Linked DNA regions of Gossypium arboreum: region 2 is linked to region 1. The links are chromatin contacts, called in public Hi-C maps. All regions are on one chromosome and are shown on one strand. The core of a region is the stretch at or near the end of the contact, and the rest is flanking DNA. Distances in the headings are between cores, read along the strand shown. Region 1 holds the start of LOC108475991. Region 2 overlaps LOC108466102 (protein MODIFIER OF SNC1 1).

The links. A called contact is a pair of places that touch in the nucleus more often than the background predicts.
Region 2: a Hi-C map of leaf shows a contact between it and region 1, with 5 times the contacts expected there. The contact joins the enhancer-like site here to the promoter of LOC108475991 in region 1. A contact is called at or near these places in 2 of 5 Hi-C or Micro-C datasets (both in leaf).

What each region holds. Positions count from the first base shown.
Region 1 is chr3:72,081,203-72,088,119 of ASM2569848v2, forward strand. LOC108475991 reads right to left here and starts at 5,194. Exons shown (of 12, transcript XM_053025743.1): 1 at 4,878-5,194; 2 at 3,698-3,969; 3 at 3,538-3,612; 4 at 3,388-3,446; 5 at 3,131-3,266; 6 at 2,798-2,894; 7 at 2,624-2,690; 8 at 2,182-2,280; 9 at 1,415-1,504. The coding sequence starts at 3,950.
Region 2 is chr3:72,604,778-72,611,404 of ASM2569848v2, forward strand. It overlaps LOC108466102 (protein MODIFIER OF SNC1 1), which reads right to left. Exons shown (of 11, transcript XR_001868605.2): 10 at 5,597-6,627; 11 at 5,172-5,514. Among protein-coding and RNA genes, the nearest start is that of LOC108466102, 13 kb to the right of the region's middle. Within about 2 kb of position 5,159, at least 2 of the 2 cell types and tissues checked have an H3K27ac peak or open chromatin away from gene starts, as enhancers often do. A contact at or near this core is called in leaf, where this site is marked.

The DNA of each region.
Region 1 (6,917 bases), core at 3,944-6,443:
GGAAGAAAGAAGAAGAAGAAACAAGGCTGCTTCGGTTACAGCTTACTGTTAGGCTGTAACAGCCATGAGAAAGTAGAGGAAAAGAGAGAAGAATTCTGAAAAATATTTCCTTGCATCTATACATTATGTTACATAACCTATTTACACTAGTAACTAGATATACAAATAAGGAAATTCAAAGATATGATACAATAGATCCTAGAGATACTATCATAACAATTTACTATCACAACGCTCCCCCTCAAGCTGGAGCATACAAATCATAGGCTCCTAGCTTGTTACATGTATATTCGATGCAAGGGTTTTTAAGAGCTTTAGTTAAAACATCTGCTAACTGATCATTTGTAAGAGATAAATCCAGACTCAATCTTTTGCTTTATAAAATGGCAATCAATCTCCATGTTTGGTTCTTTCATAAAACACTGGATTCGAGGCAATATGCAATGCTGCTTGGTTATCACATATTAACTTCATTGGGCTGACAGTTTCTTGTTCCAACTCTTGAAGTAATTGTTTTAACTAAATTAGCTCACAAGCAACTAGAGTCATAGCCCGATATTCAGCTTCTGCATTAGATCTCGCTGTATCTTGTTTCTTACTCTTCCATGATATTAGATTGCCTCCAAAGAGATCACAGTATCCATAGCAAGGGAGAGAGAAAATTAATTAAAAATAGAAATCGAGGTTGAATAAGTATGGGGACAGCACCACCGTAGATGGATGGACGACAGGAAGATTCATGGAGGAAAGCAGTGGCTGGAGGGGTGGCCCACACACCCTCACGTGTCGGCGCATGGGAGTAGGGTAGGAAAAATAGGATGGAGCATGTGGCCCACTCGCATGGCTTCCGGTGGCCCTTTTTTGGTTGAAGGGTTGACACAGGCTGGGCTTTATAATGTAAGGGGCGGTGAGACTCGGTTGGCTCTGATACCATGTAAAATCGAGAGTGAGAGAGAGAGAGAGAGGAAGAAGAAGAAGAAGAAGAAGAAGAAGAAGAAACAAGGCTGCTTCTGTTACAACTTACTGTTTTTGCTATTACAGCCGTAAAAAAGAAGAGGAAAAGAGAGAGAAAAGAGAAAAGAATTCTTAAAAATATTTCCTTGCATCTATGCATTATGTTACATGACCTATTTATACTAGTAACTAGATATACAAATAAAGAAAGTCAAAGATATGATACAATAAATCCTAGAGATACTATCATAACTGATTACTATCATAACATAGTTCATGCAGCTAGAAAGTCCAGTAAATATCCCTTTAATTGAAATTGCTACATCAAGTACATATTGTTTATTATTTCTTCAAATACCATAAACCAATATTTGAGTTTAAGAATCATTAGGAGAGTAACATAACCATGCTTTAATTCTCATGACTAAAAAAATAGAGAAAGAAAATAAAGGTTAAGTACCTTAGCTTCAATGTATTTCCATTTTATAAAAAGCCGATGCTTTTCACCCCATCCATTTGATAGTGGAAGATTCATAATATTATCTTGAGCCTGTTAAGAAATGGCAAAAAATATCAGTATACGTTTGAAAATCACTAACTACACTTTTATGAATACATTGAGACAAGATGAATGATTCAGGAAAGGCTTAGAGAAGAATGAAGACAAACCACAGTTTTCTTCTGCTGAATAAGTAAAATTTCAAAAACTTCGTTACCGAACTATGATAAAAAAAAATGCCATGAGAAAAGTCATTAAGTGGCAAAAGTTGTGAGTGAGATGTGGTTATTAGGAGACCCTTAATCACATTTATACTACACTTGAAGTAGAGTATAATACAAGGCCTACACACAAACAACAATATATGATGTTGGAATACAGATTGGGCCAAGCGGACCCAAACCCATTCATTCATCCACATGAGAGGATCAAAAACTTAGGACTTCTAGTGTGAAAATTTGTTGGCAACGCTAGTAGATGCTCAATACCAAGTAGGATAAAGAAGTCATTCAAGTGTAGCTCCAGAACTAGATCCTTGGAGATTCATTAAGTGAATTTTTGGTAAACTGATTGCATGAATTAGATTGGCACTGGAATGGGTAATCCTAAACCTATTGATTTGCCTAAGTATGCAAAGAAAATTGAAAGCAAATTTGATAAAAGCAAGAAGTATAGCTGAATTCAAGGTCAAAACATAAGAAATGAAAAAACAAAAGATGCATTCATACCTGCTGCCAGTATTTTACCATCTCACATGCAAGCCTTCGTTTCACAGCTAGAGTAGCCTTGGTACTATCAATTGCCATTCCAAGTTGGATATCAACACCCTACACCAAAAATAACATTAAACCATGAGACAATAAAAAACTGCCTATGCAAGGTCTATGCCGATTGATTCTTAGACGCACACGGCCACACATTATAAAAACTAAAAAGTATGACTCAAATAAAAATAAGACAAGATTTTGTGCAACAATATTCAGACTGTCAATGAAGTGTTTACAGGAATATAAGAATAATGAAAGAATAGATTTTTGCTCACAAAATGTATTCATACTCATTATAAGAACAAATTCACCAAGTGATATCCTCAAAGTCCACATTTGTAAACTTGATTCACAAGTAACGTAACAGTTCATGCCTACATCAATCAAGAGATTAAGTTAGTACCTGTCCTAATGCCTGCAAACATAGTGCTCGAAGAACTCCTTCTGCTAGGTCTACTGGCAAATTTCTCCTACAACCAAAGTAGAGACCAACGTATTGTTACTAAATTATTATCGCAAGAATTGATTGTGAATATATTAAAGAAAGTTTGACTGCAAGTATATCATCTTTGTACACCTAAGTTCAGATGGCAACTGGGGAAGAACATGTCTGACAGCACAATCCAAGTACCCCGCACCCTTCAAGAAAATATCAATAGAAGCTCGCCTGCTTTCTGTTTATTGAGAGAAAAAGGCAGTCCTCTCTCATTAGGCCCATGGAAAAAATGATTAAGGGCAAAACCAGACTGAAAATCCAAGCTAAGAAGAAAGGGTCAACAGATTTGCCAGTAATCAACCTTTTAAACTTGAAAAACAAAAAGTCTGGAGTAGGAGAATGAAAAACAAAAGCAATAGCAGCCCAAGAGAATAATCAGCATTGAAATTTCTTCTCTTTCTCTTAACAACATACCTTCTGATACTTTTGGTTGATAACCATCAGCAGATGTCCTAGGAAGAAGCAATAAGTTGGCTTGTGATAACAATAACATCGCCATCAAATGCAATACTGACAACACCTCATACCAAGCATTAAACATTGCTGTTTCCTGCCAAAAAAAATTGCTTTGCATCAAATCTTATTCCTCAAAGAGAAGAGCGACCCAATAATATACAACAAAAGAAAATAGAAGGCATGTTGACAATAAGAGCCTAAACCCACAGTCTGACCTCAGCATCATCCTCCTGATTTACCCAAATAAACTGTACTTTATATTGTAGCTGACTCCCTGAATGACAACAATGAACCATAATGTTAGATTCCACCTCATACAGCACATAAACCTTTTCAAGGGAGTGAAATTTAATAATATGTTTCACCATCTGTAACTAATCCCAAAAGCACAGGCAAGTAGTCTTCAAGAGCCTGATGAAGATCTGCCAATGTTGAACCCCCTGAAGACATATTTTCAACTGAAATTTCAGTAAAAATGCTTACTACAATCTGTTTATTAGGAAACCTGGTTAGCCAGCAACAAACCATGCTGTGTAGCAGTTTTCCTCCTTGTTCTTGTAATTGTAGGTGCTTCTTGGCCAGCCATAACAACTATACGAGTTCTCAAGGCAGTAAGGCGTTCCACTAATGTCTTTGACAAGTGACCACCGAGTGATTGAAAGAAATCCACAGACTTGGGAATTCGTAAACCTGGTACATATACAGAAACTTCCCCAATATTTCCTGGCCTCCGCCTATTTCCTCCAGAATCCTTGGGAGTTGAAACCAGACATCCCATATCTTGAGTGTTACTATATCTGTCAATCCAGGCAAATTTAGTCAAATTCTATAATAAACTGACTTATTTCCAGCATGAAAGACAGGAATTTGAATAGTGTAGCCAATATAATCTGATAGATCATAAAAGTAAATGGCATTAAGTTAATGAGCACAGACATATGAAGCAAAAGAATCAGATATGTGCTGCAATACGCAAAGCAACAGAGAAAAAACTAATTAAATGTCCAACCAATAAAGCAGAAGTAGTAGGTAACTCACGAGCACCATCAAAGGACTCTAACTACAAGTCTCCAAAAGATTTTCAACCTTTTTTTTTTTTTTCATACAAAAAAATGCATTTACTCACCTTGTTGTCCCTTATCAGAAGAAGGTGAAGGGATGGGTCAAAAGTCTAGTAGTTTCTGCATCCAACAAAAATACGAAACCTAAAATTATTTTTTTTAGGAGAAAAAGAAAGGAGAGGGAATGAGTAAACAGACCAAAAGCAAGTGAATCACAAGATAGCCATGGGAACTTGACAATTCATCACCTTTTCATATTGCAGTGGAACACAAGTAGCTAACTAGTGGATGGGCTTTCCATTATAACACAATTTTAGAAAGTTTTGCATGCAGAATTCAGAAGAAGAATGTGAAAGTGAAGAGTTATGGGTTCGATGCACAAGCAGCTTTAACAACAACAATAATTAGAGAGCATTATTTGAATTTAGTGAAGATTGCTAATCAAGAAAGCATATCAGAAATTAGAAGTCAAATCAAATGAAAAATTAAAGCTGAAAGCAGAAAGCAGAAAATCATTCATCAAACGGAAAGAAGAGAAAAGAATTCAAAAGTTTTCAATTCAGTGACGGAAAGCAGAAATAGATCAAAGCTGTGGAAAATCAAAAAGGAAAAAGAAAAAAAAGAAAAAGAAGATATATTCTGACCATGCGGCCGAGTCAAACTCCAAAAGTCCAAAGTCCAAACCCTAGCAGTTAGCAGAGTAGCTGGGTAAAAATTCTCATTATTATGCTTTGGCTTATGGATTTGGCAAAGAAAGGAAATGAAAATTGCAATCGTATTCGTAAGGAATTAATTATGAGTGTTATCAAGTTTTGTGATGGGAAACGCCCTGCCGGCCCTTCTAGTGGTACTTTAGAAATTAAAAATGTTAGAATATTATCAAGTAAGGTAGGCCTGGCTCACAGCTATTTCCATTTCAGCTTGCTCACGGTTAATTCCGTTTCAGTCCCAAAAATTATAATTAACTTAGGAATAAAATATTCCTTCTACCTTTGACTTCTGTCTCTTAAGTATTGTTAACCTCTTTCTAAATTTTAATCTTATCTATATCACTCTCCACTTCTCTTATCACTCCTTTTATTTTCCCATATTTACTCTTTATACTCTTATCATTTTTATTTCTTATCTTTTTCAATTTTTAAAATTAGAGTTCTAACCAATTTAATTTAATTTTTATTTTCAAATTCTTATATAATAAGAGTATTATCATTTGCATAAAGTCGAGCTGATCTTGAATAGTGGGAAGCTCAAGTTTGAGCTCAATACTTTACTCAAGCTCGATCTAACATTATTTTTTAGGTTCAAACTTTACTCGAAATATATTTGAGCTATTTTGATGTGATTGAGTCGAATTCATGTAATGCCCAATCATAGACGAGAAGGGTCGTTCGTGCCTCGGTCACGGAAATAGAATTGAAAAAAAAATAGGTTTGAATTAGCGGAAGGTTTTCAAAAGATATGCAAAGGGTAGTGATAGGTTCGGCTAAGGAAACAAGAAAGGATGTTGAAGGGATGGTTCGGTTTTGAAACAATAAGAAAGAGATAATGTAAGGTGGGGATGGAATAGTGAACTTAACATCAGGAATGATTCAACACTAAAAAGTGTCACCCCAGTTCCTATATTGTTAAGGGAAAAAGGATGAATAGATGGATGGGTGAAGGCCACACCAAGATTGGTGATAAGTTCAAATAAGGACGATTGACGCCACTAGCACTAGCTAGATAAGTCTTTCGAAACTTGTACGAGATATGAGAGGAAGCAACATCACAAGAACAATGTTCATTAAACAAATTGGCAAAAGTCCTTTTACAATGAAATCAACAAACTATTTAAAGGCTATCATGTAGTAACCGAATGGACAAACTAACTAGCTTAAAGACTAAGCAAATTCAGTCATGAATTAACTAGAATGTTCTAGAATGAAAACATTAAATAACTAGTCTTGATTCGGCTGATGGGGATGTATTTGGACAGCTTCATGTATGAGCTTTAATCACTTGAATGAATGTGCACCTTTGGGAGCTCAACGCGTTGTCTAGGTTCGGCCATGGAGTGCAAGAAGCTTCCAAGAGGTGTCCCTTGGCCGAATAGGTGCTTAGAAACCCCAAGGGTCCTCCCACATGCATTCGGCTGTACATAGAACTTGGAAGAGAGCTTGAACCTAGCCGTACATGCACTTGCATTAATTGTCCCTCATTCATGCATGTGTGCCATCTAAGGGAGATGTATTCTTCAATATCCATTGTATGCAATTAATCCTCCATGTACATGAATGTAAGTCCTCCAAACATTGAACCGAACCATGCATGAATCTTCCCGTTCAATGAACATTCCCATACATGCACCTTGACATGAATGAATCTCCACATTCGGCTGAACCTACATAATTAAATAAAATAATTAAATAAAATAATTATTCATATAATCATAATTAAAGATATAACTAAACAACTTAATGACACTAACAAAATTTATAAGTCAACTATCAAATTAAATTCGGCTAGCTCAAATAGTCAAAAACACTTAATGAGCTAAGTTGAGCTAGGAAATTCGGCATGAGCTGTAGCAAACTTAATTAAGAATAAAGTTTAAACTTAGTTTATTGTAATGTAAAAGAAATGAGCTGAAACGAGCTAAATTCAAGCTCAAACGAGCTAAATCAAGCTCAAGTGAGCTGATTGGA
Region 2 (6,627 bases), core at 3,909-6,408, 520 kb after region 1:
GATCTTTTTTTTGGCTTGTCTTTCAACTAGTTCCCATGTTTGGTTCTTTTCAATCATACTGATTTCATCAGCCATTGCTTGTTTCCAGCCTAGCTAAGCTTCAGCCTCCTCAAAACAGCTTGGTTTAACTTTATCCACTTGAGCCATTTCATAAATCTCAGCCAGTGGTCTTGTGCCCCTAACTGGTTCATCATCAATGTCTATTTCTAGACTATCCTAATCAGACTCATTCTGATTTGTCATAAGGTCTTCAGAAATTGCCTCTGGCTCATTCTTTTCCCAATTCCAACATGATTTTTCTTCGAACACCGCATCTTTGTTAACAAGCACCTTGTTTTCTGAAAGATCCAAAATCCTATAGCCCTTCTTGACTGTGCTGTATCCTACCAGAATACTAGCTTGAGCCTTCTTGGCCAATTTTTCCCTCTTCACTGCTGGTACATGTGCATAGCATATGCAACCAAAGACCTTCAAGTGAGCCAGTGATGGATTAAACCCAAACCAAGCCTCAAATGAAGTTTTGTGAGCCAAAGCATTGTTGGGAGCCTACTTTGGATATACACAGTAGTGTTAACTGCCTTAGCCCACAAGATTTTGGGCAAATTCTTCTCAAACATCAAGCACCTGGCTATATTCATCAAGCTTCTGTTCTTTCTTTCACTTACACCATTTCACTTACACCATGAAGTATACTCAGTCCCATTGTCTAACCTCAATGTCTTCAACTTGCAACCTGTTTCAGTCTCTATTGCAACTTTAAACTTCAAAAATGCTGAGGCCGCTTCTGATTTCTATTTCAAAAAATAAATCCAGTAATATCTCGATTAATCATTAATAAATAAGATAAATACTTGCTGCCATTTAGAGATTGAGTCTTCATTAGACCACACACATCAGTATGTACAAGTTACAGTTTTTCAGTAGCTCTCCAGGCTTTGTTTGTAGGAAATAGAAGTCTGGCTTGTTTTCCTAGCTGACACACTTCACAAACTTCTTCTTTTTCAACTGAATTAGTGAAGTTTTCAACCAAATCTCCTTTGGTCAGCTGAGCCATTGACTTGTAGTTGGCATAACCAAGTCTCTTGTGCCACAGCTTGGATTCATCTATGGTAGCTGTGTAGGCACTGTCTAGGTCCTTGTTCCAATCCACAACAAAGCTTTTATCAGCCATAGCTACTGACATGAGCTTGGATCCACTTGGATCACTGATTTGGCATTTCTTGCCTTTGAACACCATAGTATAGCCCTTCTCAAGCAGTTGAGCTATGCTGAGTAGGTTTCTATCAATCTCAGGCACCAATAAGACATTTGAAACTAGTTTGTTACATATGAGAATGCTTATCAACACATCTCCCTTGCCTTCTGCCTTGATGAAGTGGCCATTTCCTACATTCACCTTAGTTTTAAAGCTTCTGTCTATTGACTTGAAGATGACAGCATCAGGTGTCATATGGTTGGTGCAACCACTGTCTATGAGCCATCCCTTTGTGGCTTTCTCTTCAGCAGCTAAGCAAGATACTGTAAAAACTTGCTCCTCATGGTCACTGCCCTCTTCTGCTACTCTAGCTTCAGCCTTTGGCTATTGTGGTTGATTCTGCCTTGGTCTGCCCTTACTTTTGCAAACCTTTTCAACATGGCCCATCTTTTTGTAGTATTGGCACTGCACATCTGGTCTAAATCAGCAATTTGCCTCTAGATGACTAGGCCTTTTGCAATTTCTACAAGGTTAGTCCTTTCTTCTTGTAGCATCTAGTTTAGGCTTGTCTTTCTAGGTCTTCTTACCTTTGTAGGCAGAGGTGCTGGAGACTGGCTTGGTTTTGGCTTGGAAAGCACCTTCTTGGTGCTCCTCCAGTCTGCTGGCTCTCTTTTGCTCTTGTTCATAAAGAGCATTGATCAGCTCTGTGAATGAGATGTTGGTCAGGTCCCTTGAGTCTTCGAGGGAAGATATTTTTGCCTCAAACCTCTCTGGTAAGGTTAAGATCACTTTCTCCACTATCCTTGCTTCATTAAACTGTTCCCCAAGCAATCTTATGTTGTTTACCATAGCCATAATCCTATCTGAATACTGCTTGACAGTTTCTTCCTCATTCATCTTCAAGTTCTCGAAATCCCTTCTCAAATTCAATAGCTATTACTACCTTATCCTCTCAATCCCTTGAAACTCCTCCTTCAATCTGTCTCAGGCCTGCTTTGGTGTCTCATAGGCCATGATCCTTATGAAAATCACATCTGACACACAATTTTGGATATAAGACATGGCCTTATGTCTTTTGGTCATTTCATCAGCATGCTGCCTGATCTGAGCCACAGTTAGATTAGCTTTAAGTGGTACTAGTTCAACATCTGAGTTAACCACCTTCCATAGGTCAAATGGCTATAGGTAGGTCTTCAATTTGACCACTCATATGTGATAGCTCTCTCCATTGAAGACCGGTATTGCAACTAGTGAGAAGACTAATGAAGCCATCGATTTGAAGTTAGAACGAAACAGGTCCACTGATATTACAGCTCTAGATACCAATTGTTGGGGTTTTGGAACAATTTATCCGAAAGAAGTATGAAGCTCAGTCTGTAACTTAAGCAACAACATAATAAATCCGGATCAAGAATGAAGAAAACTTGAAATTCAGTCAGGAGATTTTGAGCTTGAAAAACAAAATAGAATTGAAAGCAAAGAAAATGGTAGATTAAAAAATGGATGAAATCTGATAGATTTTCATTCATAATGAACTTTGGCATAATGCCATTACATATACTACACATAAGCTGGTCATTACAAGTCAAATTCACCTAAACGTCCACCTAACACCACTAAAATACATTGAAACTTGTTAAATTAACTTGTACACTTTGTAAAGTTGATTTATCAGCTTAAATGTCAACAAAATTACATCAAGTACTTCACCTACTAAGTTCAAATTCAACCATGTTACAAAATATTGATTGGAGTAACAAAATGAAACTGAAATAGAACAGTAGCATCATCATCAACAGTTGCATGTATTTCATCCGAAAATGCTACAGCAGCTTGATCTGTTTCTTCATACTTCATCTGCATAACTTATGTTGCATGGTTTGCTCCTTGATTGCTTGTGCTGCATGGAGACCAACTTCAACAGAATATTGATCAAAACTTTCTAATCATGAGCTTTCAAAAAAAAAAAAAACTTTCTACTTATGCAAACATGTCTTGAAAGTCTATAAAAATATGGGTTTATGATAGACCAAGATGTCCTTAAAAAACCTGTAGTTTTATTGGTATTGAGTACTATTATGTTTGATAATTGCAGTAATTTAATATATTCTTGTATAGGAATCTCAAAAGGTTGTTTTGCCAGTTCAACTTAAAGATGTAACAAACAACTTTAATGTTGCTAATAAGGTCGGAGAAAGGCAATGGATTTCGTCTTTTGATCTATATCTGGCAAGGTTGATATCCTCGTATTGGCAAAACAACAATTCAACTTCAAAAAATTAAGACAAATTTTAGAATATCTTAATTAAGAATCACATATTGCATGCTTTGAAGATGCAATTGTAAATTTTTTTATTAGCCTAGCATTTTGTTTATGGTGATATGCATCTTTTAATCTAAAGAATTATACAAATAGCAATGTTAAATAGGACCATAATACGACACATTTTCAAATTTAATACAAGCTAATGACATCACGTAATTTTTTGTTAATCTAAGAACATTATGCTTCGATGTAAAATATCATTATTAAGCTATTTATTACTTCTAACCTTTTGCTTTTTAATTTAAAAGATAATTAAATTATTTGTTTCGCTAATAATATTGTAACATATTAAATATGTAGTTTAAAAGTAATAAAGGAGGCTATATATTAATTTTTAATCTTATGTATTTTTATTTTTATTAATTCATATTTTAATAATAATTACATTAAGAATGTTATTAAATTATACATTATTATTAAATTATATTTAATAATAATTATATTAAAATATGATTAAATTATTTATTTTATTTTATTAAATTACATTTAATTATAATCCTATTAAAATTTAATAATAATAACAATTATCATCTATCTAAAAAAATTCGCTAAGAGTAGTATAATCATTTCACATTTTTTCCTTATGCTATTATAACATAATTTTATTCAATCAAACACAAGAATATTATTACAATTCTATAACATTCTATTCAACTAAATAATTGAATTACTAATTGCGCTCTATTCTATTACGTTGAACTAAACGTAATGTTAATATCTTCTTGAAATTTCCTCATACTTTTACCATGTACTCCCGAAATAGTAGTATTCACTATATTGGAATTTTGGGGGCGTTGTACCAACCTAATCCAAATGTATATTAAATTAATTTTAAAAAAACCATAAAAGTGATTAATTAACTTAATCAATTGAACTCTTCAATGTTAAATTTAAGTTAGTTATATTGGTTTAGCCAGTTCAGTTATAGTTGGAGGTTGATTGATTACATCAATTATTACAAACAGAAATGATCGACTTAATTGATTGCACCCGTCTATGGTAAACCAAGAATAGAAAAACTGAGATTAATTGCAGCTAGAGGTGTTGAAGAGTTGGACCGAGCTAAATAGAGGGCAGGTTTCAAAAATTCCAAGCTTGAACTTGAGCCCAACCTCGTCCAAATTACTTGTTTTATTGTTCAAAAATAATTTTATTCGTATTTAACTATGAAATGTATAAATATTAATATAAAATTTTTTTTGTTTTATAATTAGTTTTAAACAATAAAATAGGACAAGGTAGAAAAATATAAACTCAAACCAAACCAATGAAGATAGTCTTGCTGATAGTGCTGCAGCTGCTCGACATCATGTTGGCAATGTTGTTGACAGAGCCAACGCCCTAATACGAGAGCTGCTTGGTGGTTTTGTTTTCATGTTCTTTTGCTCGCGTACTACCGGTACCTGAGTACCATTCTCATTATGATTAAAAAAACCGCTTTTCCTGTTTCCGTTCAGAAATGAAATAACCAGACTATTTTGCCGTAGCATAAATAGTTAAAATCTTATTTTTTTACTGAACCGAGGTCCAAAGCATTTATCAACAAACCCAAAATCCCAATTATTGTGTTCGTGTGTTTAACTCGTAGAGGAAACCAACCCACCCTGGTTGGTAAACCAGTTCTTTTCGAACAGAATTTAAATTCTCACGTTCTTATACGCATCAGCACATTGTATCTTTATTGATTTAATAAATTTGTAGAGAAATCAAATCCTCCTGCAAGGGAAAATGATAACTGTTGAAATAAAAATGCAAAGGGCCTGTATTTTTAAGAAAAAGGGTAAGAAAGAGAGGTAAAGCCAGTAAAGGTGGGAGACTAAAACTTCTTCGCTACTTCACTCAAATACAAGGCTCAAACAAATGTGGCCAAGGTTCCGCAGTATACAAACTGTGACCAAACCAAATAACAGTTGAAAACTACATATGATAAACTGCATTTGAGCACCTCCGATCATGTTTTCCCTAGGAACACCATCTTTTTTTTCTCCTAGCCCTGATCAATCCATATACCATTATCAGTTAGACAAGATTTAATATTTTTTTACAACACAAAAATGCTGCCTACTCGTGAATACCTGAAAATATGTGGGGATCAAACCAATTCTTGTTCATGGCAGATTGCGGTTTACGCCAAAACAAAATAACATACCTACCCTCAATTTCTTCCTCCCTACTCATAACCACCAATGCCACTTAGACGTCCATGGAAGTTACCCCCACCACGCCTTGAGTGTGTCTGACCCCTCTCCTTGTACCTTGCACCAGTGCCATGAGATCCCTCTCTTCCTCCTTCAGGATTATTTGCTCTACTATTATTGTTATTATTTTGGGGTCCAACTGGCTGGTACTCGTAATGTGAATTGTGCCTCTGCCTCTCACGATTTGCTGGTGGGTTAGGCTGCTTTTCTTGACCAGATGAGCCCCAATCACCACGAGATTCATGCCCTCTGCCATATCGGTTAGTTTGGTTTCCATTTTTGCGGAACCCTGAGACTGAACGCTGCTCATTTCTAGTATCCATATTCGATGGAGGCGCCTCGACTGGAAGACCAGGACCTTGGTTTGGGGAGTGTGGGCGCTCTTTATGTGAAGTTACATTCCTTTCCCTCTTGGATTCATGAAGCCCAACATTATGTGCCTCTTCAACACCTTTTTCGGAGACATAATGATCTTTAGGAGGCAGAGTCACACCTTTACTGGTTTGTTTTTCTGGTTGAGATGGATGCGACACCTTAGCCTGAGGAGCAGAATCCTTTTTGTTAGTCCTACTAATTTCAGTACCAACATTTTGATCACTATCAGGCCTGCTTCCTCTTTGATTGATGGGTGAAGATTTGGGTTGCCAATGAGATGCCGATCGGTCCCCACCACCACGATTCTCTTTTGATGCAGCAGGTGAATCTAATTGAGCCATCTCAGGGGCTGAAGATCGTGAGTTAAGTTTATCAGCTTCCCCATTATTAGTTTTCTTGTGATCAGAATTATAGTTGTTTCCCCCACCCTTCTGTCCCTTGAATGGATGTCGCTTTCCTCTGCCTGTCATCCCCTGATATCTTGAAACAGGTACAGGTGGTACAGTAGAATCAGGATTTTCAGGCATGTTCCA